Regions from separate parts of the Sus scrofa genome. Here all the other regions are linked to region 2. A link is a contact called in public HiChIP or PLAC-seq data. All regions are on one chromosome and are shown on one strand. Each heading gives the region's core, a stretch centred on a gene start, on an enhancer-like site or on the middle of the called end of the contact. The rest is flanking DNA. Distances are from core to core; before and after follow the strand shown. Region 1 overlaps ACTN1 (actinin, alpha 1). Region 2 holds the start of ACTN1 (actinin, alpha 1). Region 3 overlaps DCAF5 (DDB1- and CUL4-associated factor 5).

What was found. HiChIP or PLAC-seq counts read pairs in DNA pulled down with a chosen protein or histone mark.
Region 1: a contact with region 2 is called in an H3K27ac HiChIP or PLAC-seq map of alveolar macrophages. The contact joins the enhancer-like site here to the promoter of ACTN1 in region 2. A contact is called at or near these places in 1 of 5 promoter capture datasets (liver), 14 of 47 Hi-C or Micro-C datasets (alveolar macrophages, blood, fetal liver and 5 more) and 2 of 2 datasets of contacts at active chromatin or transcription factors (alveolar macrophages and skeletal muscle).
Region 3: a contact with region 2 is called in an H3K27ac HiChIP or PLAC-seq map of alveolar macrophages. The contact joins the enhancer-like site here to the promoter of ACTN1 in region 2. A contact is called at or near these places in 1 of 5 promoter capture datasets (liver), 16 of 47 Hi-C or Micro-C datasets (alveolar macrophages, embryonic fibroblasts, fetal heart ventricle and 9 more) and 2 of 2 datasets of contacts at active chromatin or transcription factors (alveolar macrophages and skeletal muscle).

The regions. Positions count from the first base shown.
Region 1 is chr7:92,572,813-92,576,706 of Sscrofa11.1, reverse strand. It overlaps ACTN1 (actinin, alpha 1), which reads left to right. Exons shown (of 21, transcript NM_001243061.1): 4 at 1,925-2,011. Among named protein-coding and RNA genes, the nearest start is that of ACTN1, 70 kb to the left of the region's middle. Within about 2 kb of position 2,341, at least 3 of the 83 cell types and tissues checked have an H3K27ac peak or open chromatin away from gene starts, as enhancers often do. A contact at or near this core is called in alveolar macrophages, where this site is marked.
Region 2 is chr7:92,643,520-92,647,516 of Sscrofa11.1, reverse strand. ACTN1 (actinin, alpha 1) reads left to right here and starts at 2,675. Exons shown (of 21, transcript NM_001243061.1): 1 at 2,675-3,054. The coding sequence starts at 2,950.
Region 3 is chr7:92,750,842-92,755,355 of Sscrofa11.1, reverse strand. The region is part of intron 6 of DCAF5 (DDB1- and CUL4-associated factor 5); the gene reads left to right. Among named protein-coding and RNA genes, the nearest start is that of DCAF5, 60 kb to the left of the region's middle. Within about 2 kb of position 1,290, at least 22 of the 83 cell types and tissues checked have an H3K27ac peak or open chromatin away from gene starts, as enhancers often do. A contact at or near this core is called in alveolar macrophages, liver and subcutaneous adipose tissue, where this site is marked.

The DNA of each region.
Region 1 (3,894 bases), core at 1,092-3,591, 70 kb after region 2:
AAAAAAAAAAAAAAAAAAAAAAAGAAAGAAAATCATTATAGTTGATTTACAGTGTTCTGTCCGTTTCTGCTTAGGAACTGATTCTTGACTGACCGCACTTCCCCCCCAGCATGCTCTGCAAAGTGCAGGCTGGCCGTTGTAGTTGAGGAGCAGGGTCACAAGCTGTTCCAGCTCCCTGTCTCTCTAACCCAGGTCCTCTCCAGCCTGGGTCATTGCCCTGCTGAGGCCCAGGGTTCTGGGAGGGGCATTTAAACCCCCCACGTAGCAGGAAGAGTTACATCCTGTCCCAGGTCAAAGTGGACCCTGTGCTTCCTTTGCTCAGCACCCTGATGCAAGCAGAGCAGAGGTTCCCACCCCCGCAGAAGCAGCTGTGGCCAGACTTCATTGCCCAGGGCCTGTCTCTTGTGAGTCCTTCAGCGACAGGCCACTTTGCCCTCTCTTTTGAGGACGGGGATGGAATCTTAGCATTCATTTCCTCAGTGGAATCCACTCTTGCTTAAGGGGTGTGTGGGAAGCAAACCCTAGTGGACGTGGGCTCAGGGAATCAGGAACCTCTGGAAGCTGCCCCTTCTCCTGGTTTTGTTGGGTGTCCCCTAAAACTAGTGTTGGAGGTAGGAAGCAAAAAAAATAAGCAAGAGCACCTCACCGTGGGGCCAGGGGACCGTCTCATGTCTGGAAGCAGGTGAAGATGTAAAAACCAGCATTCGATGGTCAGCGCTCAGCCCCCAAGACCCCACAAATGACTCTGTATCTTAGGTGCCTTAAAAACCAGTTTATTGATCTTTGTCATCCCTGCTTCCCTGATTTACAGTGTTGTGCCAATTTCTGCTGTGCAGCAAAGTGACCCAGTCATACATGGATATAATTCCCTTATCTTCCATCCTGGTCTGTCCCAAGAGGCTGGATATAGTTCCCGGTGCTATACAGCAGGACCTCATTGCTTGTCCATTCTAAATGTCATAGTTTGCATCTGCTAGCCCCAAACTCCAGGTTCATCCCACTCCCTCCCCCGACCCCCTTGGCATTTAAAAAAAAGTCTAAAAAGTGCTGCTTAGATTGAATTTAGTGGGCTATCTCTTAGTTGTGATCTTGAAGCTCTTTGTTTTTGTTTTTTTTTTCTGTTTTGTTTTGTTTTATAAGGCTCTGGCTCAGCTTTATCCTTTCATCTCTTTAACTCCTTTTACAGAAAAGTGCTTTTTCATTTGCAAAGAGTTTTGCATACATTATCTCATTGGACCTTACATAGAGCAAGCAACCCCACTTTATAAGTTCACCCCAATTTATAAATGAGGATGCTAAGGCTTAGAGAAGCCAGGTGACTTACTTAGGAGGGAACAGTAAGTCGTGGCATTCAGAAACCAGTAGATAAATGGAAAGAAGTCGAGTGTTGAAGCTGTTCTTTGAATAATAGTAATTCAAAAAGCCCAACTAATGGCACCATAAGGATGAGTTGTGAATTAGTGGCTCCTTCCAGATGGTAGTGTACAAATCTTTTTCTGTGTGTTGCCTGCCCTGGCTTTCCAGGTGCGGTTGACTGTTTTGAAAGCTGCATTTGTACAGAGGTGCCTGGACATTTGTGATGGTGTAGAAATCCTCTCCCTCTTCTCCGTTAGGCTGAGGGGCACCACCAGGGTTTAAGACACCCCCTTCTCTGTTGCCTTTCCTGTTGCATCCAGTTGAAGCGATCACACTCTCCTAGTGCCCCCAAGACACCCCCAAGTAGTCTTCCCTCCTGGCACCAGTGCATATGATGGCACCAGTTTTTAGACTTCCCTGTAGAGGAGGGGAGTGTGTGATCTTTGATTTCCTATGTGGTGCATGGAGTGACCTTGGGTGTTGGGGCGACCTTGGGTGTTGGAGTGATGTTGGGTGTTCAGGGAATTGCTGAGACCCATCCTGATGTGTCCTGCTGCTGTTGCCATAGAAATCGTGGATGGGAACGTGAAAATGACCCTGGGCATGATCTGGACCATCATCCTCCGCTTTGCCATCCAGGACATCTCCGTGGAAGGTAGGTCTTCTGCTCTGTTCTTTGCCTCTCCTGAGCTTTCACCGTCACGTCTTTCCCCCAGACCCTGGGGCAACAGGGCCCCTTGGTCACAGGCCACAGCCTGAGCTGCTTTCCCATTGCTGGCCTCTGTCCTCTCTCTCTTAGTCTCTCCTAGTCTACAGAGAAGTAAGAACTGTTTGGGGTGCTGGTCTCAGGTGTGTTGGCCCCAGGGAAACCCCTCACTGTAAGGAGGCTGAAGGTTGTTGTGGGGAAACACCCCAGCTGGCTTTTAGGTTGTTAAATTTGACAGAGTAGGGGGATTGATGGGAGAGCAAGCTGACCCCTGGTCCTCCCCTTTGCTCCCACAGCACCCTCTGGTGGCCACTTTGCAGATGTGCAAGGGACCACCAACAGTTGGGGCAGTGATCTCTCTAAACTTTTTTTTTAATGATTTTTATTTTTTCCATTAGAGCTGGTTTACAGTGTTCTCTCAGTTTTCTACTGTACAGCAACGTGACCCAGTCACACATACATGTATAAATTCTTTTTCTCACATTACTTCCATCATGCTCCATCGTAAGTGACTAGATATGGTTCTCAGTGCTAGACAGCAAGATCTCGTTGCTGTCTAAACTTTTGATTTCACACTCCAGCAGTTTTGAGCTTTAGCTCAGAATATGTGTTTATTTTGTAATAAATTATATTCACGTATTGCAATGCATGGTATAAAATACACATACCAAAACAAATTTTTAAAAGATGAGATGGAGGTATTTTTAAAACATTTTTGTTGATTTTAATGGCCTGGAAATCAAATCCTAAAAAGATCTTTCCTCAGAATAATTTTTAATGAGAACAGTGGATTAGATTGCTTTGCTGTGGAACTTTTGGTTTGACGCTTGGTGATACAGTGACTTGAAGGTCTAAGTTTGGTTTATAGATACCTGGTATTTAGGGCTGAAGTGGTAAAAAGATACCCACAGTTGTCACATAGGGCATGGTTCATGTTAGTGATAATAGATAAAAATCTGTTTTTCAAATAACTTTCTTGATGGGTTTGTTCTTTGGAGTAGACTTCTTGTCAACTCTGATTAAGCTGTTACGGTTTTAATATTGTAACTGACAAAGAGCTTGAACTAAGAGCAGAAGAATTAGCTTTGCTGATTTTTTAAAAACAGTCTTCCTGTGCTTGAATGATTAAATTATCTTCTCAGGAATTGTTTAACATCATTTTTAAAGTCCATGTTGTAAATGAAAGTAAATGAGATTATCTACAAACCCACTTCACTGGGTACCATAACCTGCAATTGACAGACATGAACACATGGGGGCGGTGTGGTTTGAAGCCCTCCTGCTCTGGGAGCTCTTGGAGTCCCCTCAGATACCCACCTGCCTTACCTTACAGACCCATGTCTGCTTTATACACACAGCAACATGTGTCATGTTGATCCATGCATTCTATATAAAGAAACCTTATTTTTTTGAGACGAACACTAAATTCTACTATGGGTCCCAATGCTTTCTCCTTACATGGCTATGTGCATTTCACAAAGGCCCCTTTGCCCCTACCTGAAGATTCCTGGATTTTAAATTTCACAGACCAATCAAACCTTCCTCCTCAGAGTGGCCACCTGACATCAGTTGCCGATATATTTTGTATTGTTGCCATTTCTTTGAATAAAAAGGAGTGAAGGGGAGATATTTTGGAAGTTTGAAAGATCATTTTCTCAGTATTTAAATGTATAACATAGCCAGTTCCGAAATGCTTCCCAGCTTATTCTGTGTTTCTCAAATAACTTCTCAAACTTCGTCAAGGAGATAGACTGGATAGCTTGGTAGCAGCTGGGTTGAAACCTAGGGGTCTTTGTGTGGACCCTCCGGGACAAAGCAGAGACCTTGTGGTC
Region 2 (3,997 bases), core at 1,426-3,925:
CTTCCAGCCAGCTTTTTTTTTTTTTTTTTAAATAATCATTTAAATTTTTTTTTTTTTTTTTTTTTTTTTTTGCTTTTTAGGGCTGCATCCACGGCATATGGAGGTTCCCAGGCAGGGGTCGAATCAGAGCTACCGCTGCCAGCTTACACCATAGCCACAGCAACGCCAGATCTGAACTGTGTCTGTGAACTACACCACAGCTTCCGGCCACGCCGGATGCTTAACCCACTGAGTGAGGCCAGGAATCGAACTCACAACCTCATGGTTACTAGTCAGATTTGTTTCCACTGCACTGTGATGGGAACTCCCTAAAGAAATTTTTAAATTTTATTGAAATATACAACTTCAGCTTATAAGGTTATGTTAATTTCTGCCGTGCAAGAAAGTGACTCAGTCATATATATATATATCTCCACCCATTTTCTTTCAGATTCTTTTCCCACATAGATTATCACAGAATGTTGGGTAGAGTCCTCTGTACTATACAGCAGGTCCCCGTTGGCCAATCATTCAATATATCCCAGTGTGCATATGCCAATCCCAAACCCCCAGTCCATCCTTCCCACTCTCCAGCCAGCTTCGTTCCCCTCAGATCCATACTTCCCGGGGCTCGAGAGGCCTTCAAGGTCTGGCTGCTGCCTCTCCAGCCCCATCTCTTAACCCTCCTGGCCTTGAATTTCTAGCCTAGCCATGATGAAATGCTAAGCATTCCTTTTATACCATGCAGTTTCCTGCCCCCATGTATTAGCTCACACTGTTCCTTCTGCCTGGAATAACCTCCCACATTCTTCATTGTCTGGCTGACTCTTGTTCTTTAAGGCTCACTTGAACTTCACCTCCTCCAAAAAGTTTTACCTGCAGCTTCCTTTCTTATACTGGGTTGAAAGCGCATCCTCTGTAGCCCTACAGTCCTCTGGCTGAGGGATTACATATCTCTTTGCAGTGTATTTTTATTTTTGTGTCTGTCTCTGCTGGGCTGCATGGGGGCAGGGAGTGTGTCTTTTTCCTTTCTATATACATAACATCTAGCACGTCCCCTGACACACGGATGGTGCTCAGCACATATTTATTTAGCGAATGAATGGATACAGCACCATCATTACCCTCTATGTCAGGCTTTGAGCCACAGTTTAGAAGTGGGTATAAAATCGTCCATAAATCTGCTGTCTCCGTGGCTTGGGTGCAGTGCTTCCTCAGCCAGGGACTTGTGGCAGGCACAGCGCTGAACGGTGACACTTGCATAAACATGCAAGGTTGACTAATGGTGGGGGAGCCACAGCAGCACCCATGTCTGCTTACAACAGCACTGGTGGCTCTCCTGAGAGGCACGGGCACTTTCTCCACCTTTCCAATCTGTGGCCTTTCAAGTATCTCAATTCACGGCCCTTTCTAGCTCCTTTACTCACCTTTGGACTGACATACTTTCATTTTTGCAGTAGACTCAGCCATCCTGCGGGGCCATAGATGAAGTACTACCATGTGCATAAGCTATTGGAGATCTTCTTGCTACTGTTCTACAGTCCCGGACTTCTCAGAGGAGCCCACCAGGGTGTGAGGCCTGCCTCTTCCTGGTGTCTGTCACTGCTGGAGCCGGCTGTGTAGATCTTCTTCTCACTAGGCCTGAGGAAGGAAGCTCAGGCAGGCACCAGTCAATGAGACCTGTTTCACCAATGCTGCCCTCCTTCCTCCTCCAATAACAATAAGGCTTTGTTTGTCAGGTATAAGGTTACAGGGTTGGCCTGTGGAGTCCTGAGAACTCCATAAATCCCTGGTAAAGCTCAACTCTTTGAACCTCAGTTTCCCCATCTGTCAGGGATGTGGGTTGAGGATGTCCGGAGTAGGCAGAACACTCAGAGTTGCGAAGATGCAGCCCAGGCGTGTCTATGAGGGTAGCTCGGGCTGTGCCAGCCAGCGGGGACCCTTAGGGGATTCCCGGGAACCTGTGCGACGTAGCTGCCACCGGGGAAGCCCCGGCGCAGAGCGGTCCCTGAGCCTAAGGGCGGGCCGCAAAGGACCCCGCCGTGAGGCGGCAAAACTGCGGGGCCTCCGAGGGCCGTCGGCCGGCCAGAAACCCGGCCCTGGGAGGGCAGGGGTCTACTGGATCCCACCGGGTGGGGCGGGGCCGGGTGGCAGAATCAGGAAATTCCCAGGAAATTCCTTTCCATTCCGGCATTCCCCGCCCCCCTTCCCTGGGTGCCGACCTCTCTGGACCCTGAGAAAGAGAAAATGAAATGCTTTTCGGGTTTCCCCGCGTCCCTTCTCCAGCCCCTGGCCTTCTGGGGTTTGGAGCGCGCGTGGGAGCGCAGGACACCAGCGCGCCGGAGTTCCGGGCCTTCCCGCGGGTGAGGAGCGTGTTCAATCCTCCTGCGGTTCCTGGGGCTCCCGCTCGGTCCCCGAGCTCCGGGAGGCGTCCCCCCCCGGCAGCGGTCCCGTTCAGCTTAAGCTGGTGTCACATGAGCCGCGGGGGAGTGGGAACCCGGGGAGTGGGCGGGGGCGTGCGCGCCGGGAGGGGGCCGCCCAGTCCACCTATATGCGCCGGGCCCTGCTGACGGATGCCAGGAATTCCCAATGAGAGGCGATGGGGGGAAGTTTGGGCAACTCGGCCTGGCCAATGGAGAACCTCGGGAGGGCTCTGCCCCTTCCCCTCGCCCCCGCCCGCCTTGGCTCCCGCAGCGAGAGTGTGTCCGCCTCGCTCAGTGTGCGTGGAGATTAGGTCCGAGCGCCGGAGCGAGGCAGCCAGTCCGCGAGCTCGAGCCGCCGGCGCCGCTCCCAGCAGCAGCCTTTGCGAGCAGCGCAGCGGCGGAACTGGGCGCAGGGGAGCTAGCTCGGCCCCGCCAGCCCAGCCCAGCCCAGCCCAACTACCTCCCCACGCGGGGCAGCAGCCGCAGCAGCCGCCGCCGGGAGAGAAGGTGGAGGAAGAAATCCAGCCCCTAGCACGCGCGCACCACCATGGACCATTATGATTCCCAGCAAACCAACGACTACATGCAGCCCGAAGAGGACTGGGATCGAGATCTGCTCCTGGACCCAGCCTGGGAGAAGCAGCAGAGAAAGGTCAGCAACCACCCTGGCCCCCCGCAGCTCCCCGCCCCCCGCCCCGGGCACCTCTGTCTGCCGGGCTCGCACCCGGCTGCGAACCAGTTCCAGGCGCGCTCGAGCGGGGGCGGGGGATGAGCGGCTGCAGTGAGGAAGGGTATTGGGTTACAGGCGCGGGGCGGAAGGGGGAGCGCCCGGGCTCCAGAGCCCGCGAACGCCGAGGCCGAGCGCGGGGAGGTGGGGTTGCCGGCGGGCAGGTCGCCTTTGGGCGAGTGAACCAGGCCACCCCGCTGCAGCCGCACCAGCCCTGCGTGGGCAGGTCGCTGGGGCGGTGCTCGGGAGGCTGGGGGCTAAGCCCCCGGCTGGCTGCTAGCTCCGGATCGATTTTCCCTTCCCTTCTCCGCCCCTGACCGCCTTTCCATATGGCGTGCGGTGGCAGCGTGGTTCCTGGGCCGCTCTGGGCTTGGTACCCGGAGGGGACAAGCTGCACGGGTTCTCCCAGCCCCAGCCCCCAGGCCGAGGAGAGAGCGGGCACTGGAGGGATTGGCAGCCTCCTCCGGGGCTGCCTGGAGGTGGACCTGCTGGAGTGGGGTTGCGGCCGAGAGAACCCGGGGCGACGCGAGCTCCCCAGCAGGCCCTGTGGGGGCGGGGTCCGGACGGCAAACCGTTTTATTGCTTAACTCCGTGGTTGGTAGCTGCGAGCGGAGATGGGCTTGCGTCTGCCTTCTGCCGCTCCGACCCCCGCTCATTCCTGGGAGAAGGAGAATTTGGGCAACTTGATCCGAGTTGAGGGGCTCCAGGGCAAGGCATTGTCTCCGGGGATATTTGGGGTTAGTCATTAAGGCTCCATGCTTAAGCCACCGAGGCGAGTCCCAGGCGCCGGGTGCGCGCTCCGCCACGGGCCTGGGCTCGGAGCTGGCACTGGGACTCGGGCACAGTGGCCGGTGGCAGGAAGAGGTCA
Region 3 (4,514 bases), core at 41-2,540, 110 kb before region 2:
TCAGTAAGATTACTCAGTCCACATAAATCAAACCAGATATTATGCCAGAGAGCCTATACTTCTTATCAGATTATCCTAGGTTCACTAGGTAATTCATTAGCTCCCCAAATACAACTACAATTTCAAGAACTTGGGCTTGGGATAAAGTATAAAACCAGCTGAACCTACTTCGTGACTTCCCCATGCTCACTGCCACTATTGAAAATCAATTCTAACTATAGAGTTATTAGAGATTCTTTTGTGCAGTCCTTCCTTTTACAGATGAGAAAACAGGCTTAGAGAGGTTAGGTACACAGTTAAGACAAATACAGATTTGTAGCTGAGTGGGACTATAATACAGAGTTTTGAGCTTTCAGTAGAGACTCCTTTAATTCTACAAGAGGTCACAACCTAATGCCAACAGAAGCAAGGCAAGCAGAGAAATGGGTGTTTTGTGCTAGAAGTAAAAAGTAGGGAGTAGTGGGGCCTGTGGCCAGCTGGAGCGGCCACCCCATTCTAAATCCAAATCAATGCCATAAAGTAAAGCTTTGACTCAGCTTCAGCCCACTGTTGCCAAGAAGGCCTTTGGGTTTTTTCAAGGGAAGCCAGAGATAAAGATTTTTTTTTTAATGTGAAGTTTCCTGATTTTAAATATTACAGCAAATTCATACTTCATAGTATGGATCAAAGAAACCTATGTACCACAACACCTATTCTGTTCTAGCACCACCAGATTCAAACCTCTGTGCTTCATCAGGATGTTTTTTTGTCATGTTTAATTTCTTGGTCTTTCACCAACTCATAGGTGAATGGAGACCTGTTCTTTTTTCCTGTTTTCTACTGAACCTTTCCTGAGTTCCTGCTCTTACCCTCCATCCCTGCCCCCAGTCTTATAAAATAAGAAAGCAGATAATTACTGAGCATCTACAGTGTGCCTGATGCTGTGGTAGACACATTCATATGACTGCCAGGCAGACCCTCTTTGAGATTTTCATTCAAAGCCCTGTATAGTCTCTTGTCTTCCCTACTTTTGGCTAAAAATACATGGTTTGCTTATTGCGCCATGACGGGAACTCCCATATTTGGATTTTTTGTTTGCTTTTCGTTTTCTCCCTGAAGCCTGACTGGATGCATTCTATCTCCCAAGCTTCATACTCAGCTCTCTACTCAGTGAGCCAATCTCTTCACAGGGTTAAAAGGGAAGGCCAGTTTTCCACCTGCTAGCTTTTCTGGCACACATTTGTAAGACAGCACCCGGCTTTTGTTCCCTTTCTTTCACAATTCCTTAAATGGCTCTTGCCCTAGATTGTGAGAGTCCAGCAGAGCAGCAGCTCAGGCTTCTGGGAAGTAAGTCTTTCAGGCTAATGGGTATGTGTATGGCCTGGAAATGGTCAGGTGGTAATTTTTAAATCTTCTCTTGCTTTAGTCTCATCTAATACCTGGCTTAGTAATCCCTGTATCTTGCTGAAACTGGGGTGGGGAAGGAAGGAGAAAGTATAATAAAGTTTTCTTGAAAGGATTGATCCCTGGAGTGTCTGAACATTGGGGTCACTTATACATGCCTTTCTTTTGAACTTGATAGATGGCAAGGCCCCTAACGTCATGATCATTAAGTCATAGTATCTCATCCCGTGGAGAAAAGAGCTGACTTCTTCCCTGGGAATGCAACAGAATGGCTTGAATACATGGCCTGGCCTCAGACATTACATCACCACTCAACCTTTCTGTGTTGACATTATACGAATATAACAGAGGTGCAGGAATTTGCTGGGAAGTGTGCTCCAGGCCAGTGAGGCACCCTAGAAAGTTATAACTTTGCTTTAAAAAAAAAAAAAAAAAGCAAAAACTCCATGCAGCCCTGATTAAACTCTTGGGAGCCTAGCGTGCCATATGTTCCCCTTCAGCTTAAGTAAAGGCCTACTTTTAATAGAGGGAGATTCAACTCTTGGGTTCCATCCTTTGACTTGCTCTGTGTCTTTAGGCTAACTTTTTCTTCTTCTCCTTGTCTGTCTTTTATATCATGTATATTTAGCCCTTTAGCTTTTAAAGCAGTTTCATATCATATTAATCTTCCTAGCAACCTTTGGGTGTAGTTGGACAGGTTTCATCCCCATGTGAAACTAAGGTCTAGAGTAGTTTGAAACAGCAGATCTAATCAGTAGCAGAACCAGAACTAGACTTACTCCCTTGTCTATGATTGTACCTACCTTTTCCTGTAGGTGTGCTGCCACTTGTGTTATAGAGATAAAGTGATGATAGTCTTTTCCACGGGCTAGTGAGGGAGAGCGGAACACAGAATGCTGTGGCAGAGGAATTCCTTGTTGTATGTATTTTTTAGGTGAATATTTTAGTAGACTTTTATAAAGCGAAGGTAGCATGAAGATAACTTGTTTATTTGTAACTCTTTGAATCCTGAACCTCTTTGAAAGTATAAAATCTTTGAATATTCATTTAAGAAAAATGTACATATGTACATAGTTTTGCATGTAATATTAAGGCATTTGTGGAATTCCTAAAAACTAGGAGTTTCAGGTATTAGCAATCCTGTGTTAAGATTTTACTCATGGATTAAACCATATTCTGGTTCATTTACTGATAAAGAACTTAGAAAGCTTAAGAGGTTTTGGAGTATATGCAGACCTGCTAGATAATGGCTGGTTTAGGAGCAGATGGAATTGATGTGATCTGGTGACATGGTGTGGCAGTTCTCCTTTAATGTATAATTCCTGACTGGGAGGCTGGGCTGCCCTAGGAAATGGTAGATACTAATGATGGGAACAGTATAACCTACCCTACCTGCCCCATTCTCCTTATAGAATTTACTTTAAGTAGCTGTACCTCTTTCTGGGGAGGTGTCTTTAAAAAAAGAGAGAAGAGGAGGAGTTCCCATGTGGTGCAGTAAGTTCAGGACCTGGCATTGACAGTGCAGTGGATCAGATTGTGCTGTGGTGCAAGTTTGATCCATGGCACAGGAACTTCCACACACTGGGGGCATAGCCACAAAAAAAGAAAAGAGAGAGAGTAAAGGGAAGTAATATTCCCTTCTGTGAAAGATTGGAGACCTTTGCTTGAATGAAGAATATAAATACTCATTTGCAGACTGAAATGAGTGATGCCATCTTTCCACTTCCTAGTCCCACATACAAAAACTAAGGCCCGTAGAGGAGATACTGGCTGCTGAAGGCCATTTGTTGATGACCACTCATCTTACCTAGACTTCCAAAAGAATTTTGCCAAAGATTGATCTTTAAGTAATCCAGACTGCTTTGTTACAAGCAGCTGTTGGAGATTTAGAGCATTTAAAATATTTTTCTTCCCTAATGATTATTTGACAATTATTGGGTGTCTTTATGGAACGTTCTTCTTTTTTTTCAGTCTCTTTTCTTTTCTTTGGAATGTTTCTTTATTAATAGATTTTTTCCTACTCAGAACTTATAAAGGGTAGTTATTTTAATAAACCAAAGAATTCCAGGAACCTAGCGAAACTGAAATGGCAAATGATTCAAAGAAGCAAAAATCATGTAACTTCACATGTAAAATAGTGTGTTGTTCTTTTTTTTTTTTTTTTTTTGGTCTTTTTGCCTTTTCTAAGGCCACCCCCAAGGCATATGGAGGTTCCCAGGCAAGGGATCTAATTGGACCTGTAGCCGCCGGCCTACACCAGAGCCACAGCAACGCCAGATCTGAGCCCTGTCTGCAACCTACACCACAGCTCACAGCAACGCCGGATCCTTAGCCCACTGAGCAAGGCCAGGGATCGAACCTGCAACCTCATCGTTCCTAGTCGGATTCGTTAACCACTGAGCCATGATAGAAACTCCGTAAAATAGTGTTAATCTTATGGGTATGCATATGCTTTTATTGGACGCCAATGAAATTCTCTTTTCTCCTACCACAAATTAAATAAATAAACCTATGGCTTTGGCCATTTCCAAAGTAAAAATTTCCTGTTTGCTTTGGATAGTATTTGTGGCAGGCACTGGTTATAAATGATATGATCAAAGTTATTTTATATACCATTGGCAAATCTTTTTCTGAGAATAGTCTTGCAGTGAGCACATCACAAAATTGTTCAATCACATTTTTTTCCCTTCTATCAAAAGTCAAGGAGAAATAAGAGCTGTGTTTGATTTAAATGTTAAATAGCAGTTCTCTGCTGTTGCTGATCAAGGCTAGAAAGCCATCTGGTTTTGCTGTCCTAGTCAATACAGTTAATTAGACAGGCATGCCATTTATTGGAGAATAATTAATCAATTACTATGGAAGGAACCTTAGAAGAAACTGTGTAAATTGATCAGCACTCAGTGAACAGTAACTAAGTGATATGTCTCTTTCTCAGTCAACGGATATTGGGAATATCAGATATGCAAACACTCACTTTACACTTACACATACTCATACATGTACTTACAGAAGTAGGGGCAGAGAGATTGAGCAGAAAGAGATTCTCTGGGAGTTCCTGTCATGGAGCAGCAGAAACAAATCCAACTAGAAATCATGAGGTTGTGGGTTCAATCCCTGGCCTCACTCAGTGG